Regions from separate parts of the Mus musculus genome. Here region 2 is linked to region 1. Evidence: chromatin contacts called from public HiChIP or PLAC-seq data. All regions are on one chromosome and are shown on one strand. Each heading gives the region's core, a stretch centred on a gene start, on an enhancer-like site or on the middle of the called end of the contact. The rest is flanking DNA. Distances are from core to core; before and after follow the strand shown. Region 1 holds the start of 1700016P04Rik (RIKEN cDNA 1700016P04 gene). Region 2 holds the start of 1110019D14Rik (RIKEN cDNA 1110019D14 gene).

Region 1 (6,777 bases), core at 1,460-3,959:
TGTCAATAAATACATGTGTATGTCACTTAGGCAATAAAGGACAGAAAAATATATTTCCTAATTTAATGCATCAAAGGAGGTGATCCTCTTGCATTCCTTGTACCCAATTTCTTTAGGTCTGTTGCTGAGGAGTTTGACTAAGACGTAAGACACACAGCCCCACTTTCTGAACATCAGAGCAGTCTCCATTTGTATTCTCCGAACTACACAGCGTTTGATTTTTACAGTCCAGGGTACTGTTGACTTCGGGAATATCTTCACTTCCTAAAATCAAACATAAACAACAACATTCTTGGAAAATATTTGGTCACAAAGTTTTAGCAGTGGTTTCAAAATAAAGTTCTATGGGAAATAAGAATTTATCACAGTGACAACACAGTTGTTAAAGTGACATGAACACATGTTTAAAAAGCCAGTGACATGGTTTGTAGTTTGATTTGGTGTAGAGAATTAATGGCCTGCTTGTAAACTGAATAAGCCCAGCATCACTGGGTAAGCATGCATGGTCATCACTGAACATTCAGAGCTGAACATGATACCATGTTGAAAGTTCTGTCATTCTAGGTAGGTGAGGGTCACTGTACATAAAGCTCAGGTATCTTTCTGAGAAAGTGGCTTGAAATCCATAGCCAGGGCTTCTATGTTTTCCTTTCATATACTTCAATCAGAGACTATTTTGAGATGTTGAATCACCACCACTCTAAGTTCATTTATGTATCTTAATTTGTGTGTGTGTGTGTGTGTGTGTGTTTGTATGTGCATCATGTGTTGCAGCACTTGAAGAGGCCAGAAGAAGGTTTTGAAGTTACAAGTGGTTGTGAATTGTTCAATGGAAGTTCTCTATATGAGCTGTATTCAGAGCTGTATTCAAGTCTTCTGGAAGAGCAGGAAAGAAGTACTCTTCAATGTGGAGCCGCCGCATCTAGTCCATCATTACCCTTTGAAGTTACTGTTTTCTAAGTCTGCTTTTTGGTTTGAGTCTTCTTGATAATTCTTCCCTTCCAAAAATATTATTTTATGTAGTTTTCAAACTCTCTTGTATATCTAGGCATAGAAGAGAGAAAGAAGGAAAAAGAGAGACACACAAAGAGAGACATAAAGAGACAAGAAGTATGAAGATGAGGAGGAGGAAAGAAGAAAAGACTAGAAAAGGAAAAGCTGGAATGGATGACTTCTGAATTGCCTTTCCCCTCCACTAACACAGAGCCTTTTATTTTCACCATCACAAACAGGGCACAAGACACCCAAGAGACAGAGAAAGGACAGAGGTAGAAGGATCTTGACAGTAGTTGTGCATTCATATAACTTGAAATGTCTGTGTTTTTTGGAAAGTTCTGCCATGTTTATCCATAGCTACAGCATCTTCATATCTGTGCTAGGTTATTAACACCTGGGCATCTCCTTGTCACCACAGAGTTGTCATTCCTGAAAACTGGCTCATCTCCTAAGTCACTTAGGAGCCTGTTCACTCATGTGCCCCCACTCACACTTGCCTCTTCTCACTAAGACATCACTCTTTAAAGCATTTGAATATCACATACCTCCATTTCTTCCTTTCTGTTCTTAATCTTATCAAACATTTATTACTTCTTGGGGACTTGATGCTTTAAGACTTAATAAGTTCAGAGTCATTTTTTTCAAATAGCTTTTTAATTTTGTTGGGTATATTTTATTTTTGATAATTTTATATCTGAATATATTTATCATTTTCCCTTCCTCTCTCCTCCCTTCAATTCTTCCTTTGCCCTCTCATAATTCTCAAATTCATAGTATCTAACTTCTTAACTATTATTGTTACAGGTGTCTCTATACATTATCTATCTATATATACACATAAGTCATGAATAATAATAGTAATAATAATAATAATAACAACAATAATAATAATGAATCATGTTCCATCTGGCTGAAGATATTCTGAAATGAAAGGAGAAATTACTGAGTGTATAGACTGTAAGAGGGGCACTATCAGGCTGGGGATGGCTCAGTGGTTAAAGGCCTATACTGCTCATGATGAAGAGAATCTGAGTCTGACTCCTAGCACCTACAACTGGAGGTTCACAAAGGCCTTGGGACTCCTGCTCCAGGGACTTAGCACCCTCTGCTGGTCTCTTCAGGCACTCATGCTTGTAGCAACCCTGCTTTCCACAAGACACATATGCATACAATATTTTAAAATTAACATCTTTTAAAAAAGAGGCACTAACACCAAACCAAAACAAATATAAAGGAAATAAGTTCCTAATTCCCTTCCTTGTAAATATATAAATCTACCCCTAGAACTGAGATGAGAATGTTTGTATGAAGGAAAAAGTTCTTCAGATTCTACTCCACTTTCAAGTAGCTACTTGTATAGAAATGAACTCATCCATTTCGTAATTCTTTCGAACCAAATATGCATTGAGAATATACTGAGACACATTGCTGGTTATGAACACATTACTTCACACATTGTTCTCACTAGCTAATACTCTTGTCTATTATGAAGGTCTTACCTGAGTTTAACAACAGGCCCAGAAAGAGAAACATTAAGATACAGTAATGAATCTTCATTGCAAAGCAGTGTGGAAACAGCTAAGCATGCCACAGGATGAACAGCTCTGTGGAGACGATGTTTGAAGAATCAGAATTGCTGTATATAGTGATATCTGTGGATGAGCAAGATCTTACATGCTATGGTCTTACTTTCCTGGGCCATCCACTCCGACCGCTGCCCTGCACCCAGCCTGCTGGTTTTGATCATATTGTGACACAGACAAGCCCTTATTGCATCATCACAGCATATCTTGTTTATTCCTCTCCCTCTACAGTCTCAGGGACCACCCACAGGGATCACACTTTGGCCTCTTATCCCTTCACAGAAATCTAACTTAAGATCTCCATTGGAGAAGTACAGGCCCACATCTTTTTTACTTTCCACATGGGCTGAGTGCCAATTCCTATTGTATATTTTCCTTTCCTCAATTGGACATCCTGTTCACCAGCGTAAATGCCTGAACAAATCCATGTGATCATTTGACAAACCTAAGTTATGACAGCCTCCAGCTCAGATCTTCTCCACCCCCCAGTCTAAGTATTACAAAGAGTTCTGAAAAACATCATGTGATTATGCTTTTTCTATTTTTACCTGGTCATCTTGGGCATTTTCCATTAAATGTAAATTCCCCAAAGAAAGGGATTCCATACTACCAAATCTTAAAGCCCAGCACAGGGTTCTACATGGTAAATGCTCATAGAAACTTCTAGACTGGAAAAGCTCACTTCTCACTTTTCTCACTTAATCTCAATATTCTTTTTCTTTTATTTACTCCTTTTACTCCGCAGGAGCTGTTCATATCAGAATAAGAAGCTGCTGGCCCTCCCCTTCAAACACATACTAAAATTTCCTCATCTTTCATGAAAAAAGTCACTAGTATGTTATTTCATGTCCACTTCTATCAGCACTAGAATGTAATTCTCTTTGTTTGAAAAAAAAAAAAAAGGTCTTGGTAAGCTGGTTCAGCTGGTCTACAACTCCCAGACTCAAATGCTCCCTCTAACACAGTCTCTGCAGTACCCGTACTGCAGGCCTTCTTTGCCTTTTGTTGTACAAGTTTTATTTCCTCCCTCAAAAGTCATCAACTTTCTGAGTTCTTGTTGGTCGGTCATTTTTGTCATTTCCTTCCATCAAAAACACCACAATATCATGTTTCTCTCCAAACTTCATGTGGTTAGCAAATAGTTTCAGTGAAGATAGGGAACGGAAAACAAAAACAAACCAGTAAACGCTCTTTAATGCTGTTTTCTTTGAAAGCCCAAAACCATCTTAAATGGGAAGCAAGTATAAGAAACACTCTATTTTCTCTGGACTCTGTGATGGTAGATTCCCCACCCTTCATTCTGCTGTGTCCACTTTAAAGATTTTCTAGTAGTAGTAGTAAAAGTCTAGAGATCCTAGGGTTTATGCCCATGAAAAAGAAGTTTACTGGTACTCTGGATCCAAGTGAGCATTCCTCTTTGTAGGTATGCCTTTTACCCTAGATTTCTCCCACTATGGGTCTCAACTCCATTCTCCTCCTTAAAGATGTCACCCAAATCCTCAGATTATAGATACCTATAAAGGTATAAGAACCACACAGAATACCAAATAGATAGGACCAGAAAAGAAAGTTCTTTGACCACATAATAATCAAAACACTAAATGTATAGAATGAAGAAAAACCCTAAAAGCTGCAAAGGAAAAGGCCAAGTGACATTTAAAGACAGACCTACCAGAATAACACCAGACTTCTCAGCGGAGACTCTGAAAGCCTGAAAGATCTTATAGATGTATGGCAAACTCTAAGAAATCACAGATGCCAGCCCTAGAATACCATACCTAACATAATGTAAAATCACCACAGGTTGAGAAAAATAAGATATTCCATGATAAAGTCAAATTTAACAATACCCACCTATAAAACCAGCCCTAAAGAAATTGTTAGAAGGAAAACTCTAACTTAAGGAGGTTAGCTACCAAAAATTAAGGAAATACATAATGTTAACACTAGAACATTTTTTAAAAAGTGAAGAATATGTGTACATACATGACCACCATTATCACCATTACAACCATCATCACCACCACCAACAACAACATAACAGGAACCAATAATCATTTGTCATTGGTATCTTTCAATATCAGTAGTCTTAATTCCCCCCCAAAAAGACAAAGAAAATGGATATGAAAACAGGATTCATCCTTGTACTGTATCCAACAAACACATCTCAACATCAAGGATAAACATTTCCTCATAGTAAAGGGTTGAAAAGAGATATTCCAAGCAAATGGAGCTAAGAAGCAAGTGGGTATAGCCATTTTAATATCTAACAAATTAGGCTTTAAACAAAAACTAGTCAAAAGAGATAGGGAAGGATACTACATACACATCAAAGGAAAAAATCCACTAACATGACATTTCAATTCTTAATATGTATACCCCAAACACAAGGCCCTACCCAATTTATAAAAGAAACACTTCTATAGTTTAAAATCACATATTGACACTCATATACTGATAACAAAAGACTTCAATAACTTACCCATTTGTCCATTACCCAATAATGGAGAAAAAATAATAAACACAGATAATACTAACGCTAACAGGCATTATAAATCAAATGGATCTAACAGATATCAACAGAATATTTCACCTAAAATGAAAAGAACATAGCATGTTTTTCAGCATCTCATAGAAATGTTTTCAAAAATAGCGACAGACTTGAACACAAATCAAGTCTCAACAAATACAAAAAAATTGAAATAACTCCCTATGTTTTATTAGGCCACCATGGATTAAAGTTAAACTTCAACAATAACAGAAACAACAGAAAGCCAACAAACTTATTGAAACTAAACAATTCCATACTGAATGACCAGTGGGTCAAGAAAGAAATATGAAAGGATCTAAGGGATTTTAAAATTTATGTACAACAAGTAAACCAATTAAAAATGGGGTATAGACTTAAACAAAGAATTCTCAAAAAAGGAATCTCAAATGGCTGAGAAACAAAGAAATGTTCAACATCCTTTGATGTGAGAGAAATGAACATCAGAAGTACTTTGAGATTCCATCTTTTACATATTAGAATGGCCAAGATCAGTCACACAAATGATAACATATGCTGGCAAGGATGTGGTGTAGGGGGAACCTTCCATTGCTGATGGAAGAGCAAATTATATAGCTACTTTGGAAATCAATATGGTAGTTTTTCAGAAAATTTGGAATCAACCTACTTCAAGATACAGCTGTACTACCCTTGGGCATATACACAAAGGATGCTCCATCCTCCAACAAAGACACTTCCTCAACCATGTTCATTGTGGCTTTATTCATAATAGCCAGAAACCGGAAACAACCTAGATGTCTCTCAGCAGAAGAATGGATAAAGAAAATATGGGTACATCTACATACTGTAGTATTACTCAGATGTTAAAAAAAACCAAATAAACAAAATGCTATCATGAAATTTGCAGGCAAATAGATGAAACTAAAAAACATAAAAAATAAAACAAATCATTCCAAGTGAGGTAACCCAGACCCAGAAAGATAAATAGGGTATTATTCACTTAAGAAGATATTAACTGTTAAGTAAATGATCTCCGAGCTAAAATCCATAAACCCAAAGAGGTAAGATAATGAGGAGGCGATCTGTGGTGTACCAATGGCTCTCCCCTGGAGAGGGAAAAGTTGATTTCACAAATGGATTAGGAATAGGTGAGTGCAGATATGGGGAGATGTCAGGTAGGGGAAAATGAAGTAGAGGGAGAGAAAAGAGGCAGAGATGGTTAGAATTAGTAGACTTTGGGGGTGGTGTGGAAACCTAGTGCAGAGGAAACTGCCTAGAGTCTATGGAAGTGATCATAATGAGGACTCCTAATAATGGGCTCTAAGGAGATTCAACTGGTCATATCTGTTGCCAGGTGAGGATTCCCATGGCTGGTCTCCACTGTATTAAATTGAATTGTTGACCAAAGAGTTCCAATGAGAAATTCCCAAATAACCCAGGGTATTTCAATGACAAAGGATCGTTCCTTGAAAATCGACAGCTGGGCCCTATTGCTGAAGACAACATTCACAAAACTCATTGGACATGAAGAAGTCAAGCTGGTGCCTACATGGCCCTTTCATCCCTACTTTCTAGTGTCTTTGGTATAGGAAGGTAAGTTTCTGGCTACTGAAAAAGAAATATAGACACCAACCCAAGCACAAAACCCTTAACCTACAATCTGTCCTTCCTACAAATTATGCTTGGGCA
Region 2 (6,777 bases), core at 2,024-4,523, 460 kb before region 1:
CCAGGTGAATGTTGATTGCATCATGTTGCCAACTTGATTCCCACCTTACCATAATTCATTGATGAGATAGGACCACATCCTCCAGGAATCTAGATGACACCTGGATCTACATACAAAATGACTGTCTTAGTAAGGTTTTTACTGCTGTGATCAAACAACATGACCAAAGCAACTCTTATAAGGACATTAAATTGGGGCAGGCTTACAGGTTCAGAAGTTCAGTCCATTATCATCAATAAAGGAGCAAGGCAGCATCCAGGCAGGCATGGTGCAAGAGGAGCTGAGAGTTCAACATCAATGACTATTTAGCTTTCATATCCTCTATAAAATAATACTACAAGAGGAATTTAGGGTCAGCAGGTACTGAAGTTTGTTCATTTGTTCTATTTTGACCAACTGCATAGTTGTAGAAAATGTAACATCCTATCTGGTTACTCTAATGATTAATTATCCTAACACAATGTTCTCACTGTCAAATATCCATTATTGATGAGAAATACTGACTAGCTCTGGGTTAGTCCTTTTTAATTGTGAAATTTAACTAACATATTTCCACTCACTTGGTTTGGCTCAACTGCTAATGAGGAAGTCTGGGTTTTATGAATTCCCTGACACCCACGATTCACTGCAAAATTCTCCTGTAGGCACATTGTGCCTCCTCTGATAGATCCCAGAGGTGCCTTCCCTTCCGGGCCCATTGGTGACTCATTTCTAATGGTTATAAAATCAGCACAAACCACTTCTTCTTTCTTTAATATTGTTTCTTAGTAATGGCTGATTGGGAAATTTACTTTCAACTGCTGAGATCAGTGGCTTCCACAGTATTCTTTGTCCCTATCACTGGCTAACAGGAGTCTTTATTTTAGTGGAAATGCCATTAACTTAGATTTCTGAATTGAGAAACTAAATTCTGGATTCTGTATCTCAAAATGTTTAGTGTAGTCATCTAGGTGGCCTCAATGAATATATTTTACAAATCTGGGCAGAGAAAATAAGTATAAAGCATTATATTTAGGATCTTGTTTTAGATTCAATTGCATCTTATACTCTCACAGAAGTCTTATTATTAATAAGAAAGATTTTTATATTTTATTATAGGAAAAATTTTTGATAATCAACTTTGAATGAAGATTCAAAATAACATATTAAGCATCTTCATAAATTTGTCCAAAAGCAAACTTCTTGCTTGTAAGATACTTTGTACTATGAACAGAAAAAGTAACAACAGTAATACCATCCTGTATTGTACTACCCTTATTCATTCATTTACAAGATATCTACTAAGTATCTAGCATACAGGGTACTGTTCTACTAGGTGAAAAATCAACCATGAACGAGATGAAAATATTTCTACCTCACATAGAATTTCTACTTGAATGTGTTTATCTACATAATATAATAGTAGAGTGTGTTAATTTTGTGTTTTTGTTTTAACTAAGATGGAAAGGGAAGCTTGAACAAAGCTCTAAACCCTGGATGATGCTAAGAATAACTATGACAAATCTGTCGGAAAGTATTACTGGCAGAGAAAACAGCAAGAGCAAAATGTCAATAGAGGAAAACAAATTAGCTTTTGTATTAAACAGTCGAGCATTAAATGTGCATGGAATGGAAAGAGTATGTGAGTGGTGGAACCCCCTCAGAGGTAAGGAGAGTAGTTCTGAGATTTGCATCTTGACAAGTAACCTGAAAGTTTGTCTAGTATGGTGGAACCGTTGTTTTAAAGTAAAGGAATAAATTACTATTAAAAGAAAAACAGACTAGTTAGAATAGAATGAGGAAAAAATAGAATTATAATAGCCTCTAACCTAAAAGTGCTGTTGTAAAAGCATTTCCTTGGATTTCCAATACGGAGAGAACCTAATTAGCAAAATGCAACAGATTTCAGTTTAAAACTATATTTGAGCCCAAAATATCCCTACACCAATTTGTACCACGGTTTTACAGATAGACCAAGTCATTAGTTAATTTCTAACTACAATAATTGAAAAGATGAACATTTTTACCATGCATAGACTCTGCAAACTTAAAGCTTAAGCAAGACACTTTACAGACTCAGGAACAGAAAAGTGTACAAGCACTAACTTTAGTCTGCAGACTTCCACTAGCTGAAACAAATACATAAGGAAAAATAAAACCTCCCAAATGAAAACACTGGAATGTAGGAGGATATTTTGGAAGTCATAAAAGCAAGAGGTCCTATTCCAAAACTAATTGATAGGAAAGATACAAAGCCAAAAGCAACATAAGACAAGTGCAATTAGAGTGAATTTGTTAAAATAATTAACTTTAGAAAAACAACACTGTCAATCTATCAGACACAACTTGCTTTAATGTGTTCACCACCTCTGTGAAGCTCCTGTAAAATCTTGGCACATTTATTTCATCAAATTATTGTTCCTAGCTAATGTCGCTGAAGTTCCTGCCAAACGTCTTTTGGGAAGCAGAAGTATAAATCATTACCGTCAGAGAGATACAACTGTGTTTAAAAGGAGAACCAACAACACAAGAATACAAGCTGATTATAGACACTCAACTGAGTGTGCCCACAGTATTCGCATGATTTTTATCAGGACAAGTCCGGGCACCTCTAACTCAGCACCGTGAGTAACTTACAATGAGAAGATGACAAATTGTCAGTAAGTATGAAAGTGCTCGGGCCAGAAGGAACATTTAGTATGGATATCCCAGGTAACAAGACTTCAAGAACTTTTCAAAGTTAATGCTTACAGATGCATGTGAATAATACTTATAATGGTTTTGAGTACTAAACTTGGCATCTTAAAATATTGGGAGGCTGTGGAGAGTGAACATTCTGAAAAAGACAAGAATTCGAATCGGAAAAGATCTGTGTATAGGGCTGAAACCATATTTTCTAAACCTGATTTGCACCACAAATGATTCAATATTTTCCAAACTTTCTGATTAAATGTGCTTATTTTCCCCGTTAGTTTTAAAAAATTAGCAAATGTCATTAGGCACATTTGGAAAATGATAACGGGGATTTTCTGCTGCAGAAATGTTGGAAGGCCCCAGGTTTGAAACATTCCCAAACAGATGGCTTCCCTCAGCTACCCTCTCCCACGGTTACTTCCTTATTTCAGAGTACTAACAAGACATATTCATGCGGCTAGAATTCCTTTACAGGGCAGAAAACACGTATTGTTGTTTCGTTAGTCCTACGAATTCACTAAACCTTTTCTTGAACACTCACCCTCTCTTTAACAGTAAAACCAGAGGGCAAACTTGTGAAACCCGAACAACAAGCAGCCTGTGGTCTATCCCTCAGTCAGGGATCCCAGAGCGCGCTGTGCATGACGGGAGTAGGCAGCAGGGCTTGTGGGAAATGTAGTCTGGCGACACCGCCCTGCTCTCCATTCCTGTAATGGCTGCTTTCGGTCCGGTAAGGTACAAACTCCGCTCCCGGGGATTCCAGGATTGATTCTCCTAGTGTACTTGCACAACCCAACAAATTTGCACCCTCCCAGGGCGAAGGAATTCCAGATCTTTATGTTAGATCTTGGGATGAATTTGCTTCTCGGCTTGGTTTCATTTAGCAATCTGTGTGTGAGAACTAACTTTAAATCTAGTAGTCTCTTTTTGAAGGAACTGTTAGGGAGTGTTTTCTGTACTCGTTACCAATTTCTGTCCTTGCTGTTCGTTTCTCACTGACTCTAGCTTCCTCTTTAAAATAGGCTGTGTCACGAGTAACCTCTTAGCCTCAGCATCCGGAAGTTCCAAAGAGAATATTTCACGTTGGGTAGAATTACTTATACCCTTGTTTCGGTAAGTCTTATTAATTCCTTACAACTTCACAGAGTCACGTGTTGTGTTGAATTTTCTAGATAAGAGACATGCTAATAAAATGTGACTTTTACCTGTTAGGGTATTTTATTTGGCAAGTATCTTATGCATTTTTCCCTCTCTTTTCTAATGATAACCTAAAATGACTGTCTTTAGTTTTGTCATCTTAAACTGACATCTGAAATGATTCACAAATTCCAGTCTAAAAGATTGTTTTATATTAATATTGTCATTCAAAAAAAAAAAAATAAGGCTTTTTTTTTTAACAGTTTCTTTTGTTCGGTGTTTAACTTCTAGGCAAGTTCAGCCCTCCAGATCCTAGCATCATGAATTCAGTTTCAACGCAATTGATCTTAGTCCTCGCTTCGCTGCTTTTGATCCTGCCTGTTGTTGAAGCAGTGGAAGCTGGAGACGCGATTGCACTCTTATTAGGTGTGGTTCTCAGCATTACCGGCATCTGTGCTTGCTTGGGGATATACGCAAGAAAGCGAAATGGACAGATGTGACTCTGAAGGACTCTTCTGAATTAGACTGCACCCTGACCAGTGTGCTGAAAACCATTGTTCTGTTGAGGCCGACCCCAAGATTTGATCTCTCCCGTTCTCAGCAAGAGGGTTACAGTTAGCTGAGAGTTAACACTCTCAGTTAAGAGATGCTTTCACGTTCATACTTGTTTCTTCTACAATGGGGGCAGATGGGAGTGGAGGGCAGATGGGAGTGGAGGGCGGCTCTTAACAACAAAGAGTGCACTAATAATGTGGCCCATAACTTGTATTTGCTGCTTGGGAAGGGGCCAAAGTGAGAGGGCTTAAGTTTGCAAAAGTATTATTTCATACTTTCAAGTTGTCAGAGCACATGGAATTGGAAGATGGAAGTATTTGTTCAGAATCTAGTAAATCTATATTGTTATAATCACTGCCTCTTGCATTCTGGGGATCTCTCTCTCTCACTCTCACTCTCACTCTCTCAGAGAACCGGTTGGGGTGGGTTTTGGATTTGTTTTATTGTTGTTACTGGTTTTCTTTTTTTTTAATGCTTCTGTTTTTATCTCGCAAGTTGATATTGTACTTAGATCTTAGCCAAAAACTTTTATCTCTGAGAAAAAGTTTAATAAAAATGTACTAAACATATCTAATACTAAAATAGAGAAAATATTTGTTAAAAGATAACTTTACATTGAGTATCTTCTCCTTGTGAGATGTATTGTATCAAATACATAGCCATTATGCCATCAGTTCACCTATTGTTTTGGTCTGCTTGTATCTATGAGCTAATTATTTATAATCTGAGTGAAAAGGGACTGGTTATGTTACCTTAAAGGATCACCATGGGCAAGAAATGGGCATCTTTGAGATAGACGAGGATTCTGATAGAAAATCCACAAATAGGAAAGGAAGTGTTTTGATTTGTACACCAGCTAAAAAGGTGTACCCTCTTTGCCCTAGTAATTCCAAGAGTCCCCAAACCAATAGATTACAGAGATTTTTAATTCACATTTTTGGGCCCAGGACAAATATTCTGGCTAGAATTTAAATTAGAATGTTATAGTTTCAAGAAAAACTACTCAAACTGTTAGTACCCAAGAGTCACTTCAGGTCCTTTTGTTCCAAACAGAACTTTTAATTCTGTCTGTATTGCATAGAAGTTGAGAAAGTGGAACCTGAAGACCCAAGCTTGGCAAGGATCTTCAGGCCTTTGTTTGATTCTGAAGAATGAAATAGTCTCAGTAAGTCAAAGTAGTCTATGTTCTCAAAGTAGATAATCCAGCTGTTCCCCAAAATGCCTTGTCCAGTCTCACTCTCCAGATGCCCTTACAGGCCTTGGCTTTTGTCAGGAAGCAGGCTGTGGCCAATAAAATTTAGTGTGCAGACCCTTTCCCCACTGAACTGATGTGGCATGCCTGAGAGTTCCAGTTAACAGTAAGAAGTAGTAAGGAATGCTTACATTATAAAGACATGGAAACCAAATGGGTTTACTGGTTTTTTTTTGGAAGGTATTTTATCTTTTCACCAGAGAAAAGGCTAACAGTCTTTGTTTGGGTAAATTGGCATTTAATAAAACGTGTTCATGCATGCTTAGGAAAAAAAAGAACATGCAGGTGGCAGGACAGCTGTCATCTTTTGTCCACCAGCTCATTGGAGCAGATTTAGAAAGGAAGCCTTCTCTTCCTTGCCAGTCTCAACTTCTCTGGGATGGGGAAAATCTAACGTAAAGCCCATTATAAGCCGAAGTCATTTAATCACCTCCTGTTTTCCTACAGGAAAACAGTCTTTACTGACAGTGTGTTTCCAAAACTACTCCAAAGAATGTTTTCAACAATGGCCATTTCTTATTTTATCCTTAAAAGCAGAGGTAGAGGGATATGCTTTCTAAACATTTTAGCTTCACTGGGCCAAGGAGATGACTCAGTGGATAAAGGCGAATTCCTTTACTGATGACCTACCTGAGCTGGATCCTCAGCATCCACATCAAGGAAGAAAAGAACCAACTCCCACAGCCGACAACACCCTGACCACCATACGTGTTCCCAACATCTCACATATACACTAAATAATTAGTGCTTAATAGAATTAAAAGTGAGAAGGGAGGAGCTTCATTTCTTACTTAGACGATAAGATTTTGCTTAAACACAAAAACCTGGGCTGGACAGATGGCTCCATTGATAACAATGCTTCCTGTACAAGCATGAAGATCTAACACCCCTATAAAACCTGGGCAGCAGCACATGGGTTAAAATCTCCACCCCAGGGATAGAGACAGGTGTGTCCCTGGGCCTTCCTGCCCAGCCACTAGCCACTGCACTGAGTTTCAGATTCATGGAGAAGCCCTGCTCTCAAAAATAAGCCTGAGTGAGGAATAGGTTCGGTGCTCTGTCCTTCTTATGTGCACACTCATACTGTGCGCACACACAAACACACACACACACAAAGTCTTAGGGTGGATCTTAACCACCAGCTCCTTTGAGAATCTGAT

Evidence for each region. HiChIP or PLAC-seq counts read pairs in DNA pulled down with a chosen protein or histone mark.
Region 2: an H3K4me3 HiChIP or PLAC-seq map of embryonic stem cells shows a contact between it and region 1, with 5 times the contacts expected there. The contact joins the promoter of 1110019D14Rik here to the promoter of 1700016P04Rik in region 1. A contact is called at or near these places in 1 of 39 promoter capture datasets (liver) and 3 of 115 datasets of contacts at active chromatin or transcription factors (all in embryonic stem cells).

What each region holds. Positions count from the first base shown.
Region 1 is chr6:13,409,269-13,416,045 of GRCm38.p6, reverse strand. It overlaps 1700016P04Rik (RIKEN cDNA 1700016P04 gene), which reads right to left and starts at 2,709. Exons shown (of 2, transcript NR_038149.1): 1 at 2,496-2,709; 2 at 50-264.
Region 2 is chr6:13,868,065-13,874,841 of GRCm38.p6, reverse strand. It overlaps 1110019D14Rik (RIKEN cDNA 1110019D14 gene), which reads right to left and starts at 3,273. Exons shown (of 3, transcript NR_045995.1): 1 at 3,215-3,273. It overlaps 2610001J05Rik (RIKEN cDNA 2610001J05 gene), which reads left to right and starts at 3,324. Exons shown (of 3, transcript NM_001352887.1): 1 at 3,324-3,403; 2 at 3,696-3,786; 3 at 4,102-6,777. The coding sequence starts at 4,131. The coding sequence ends at 4,310.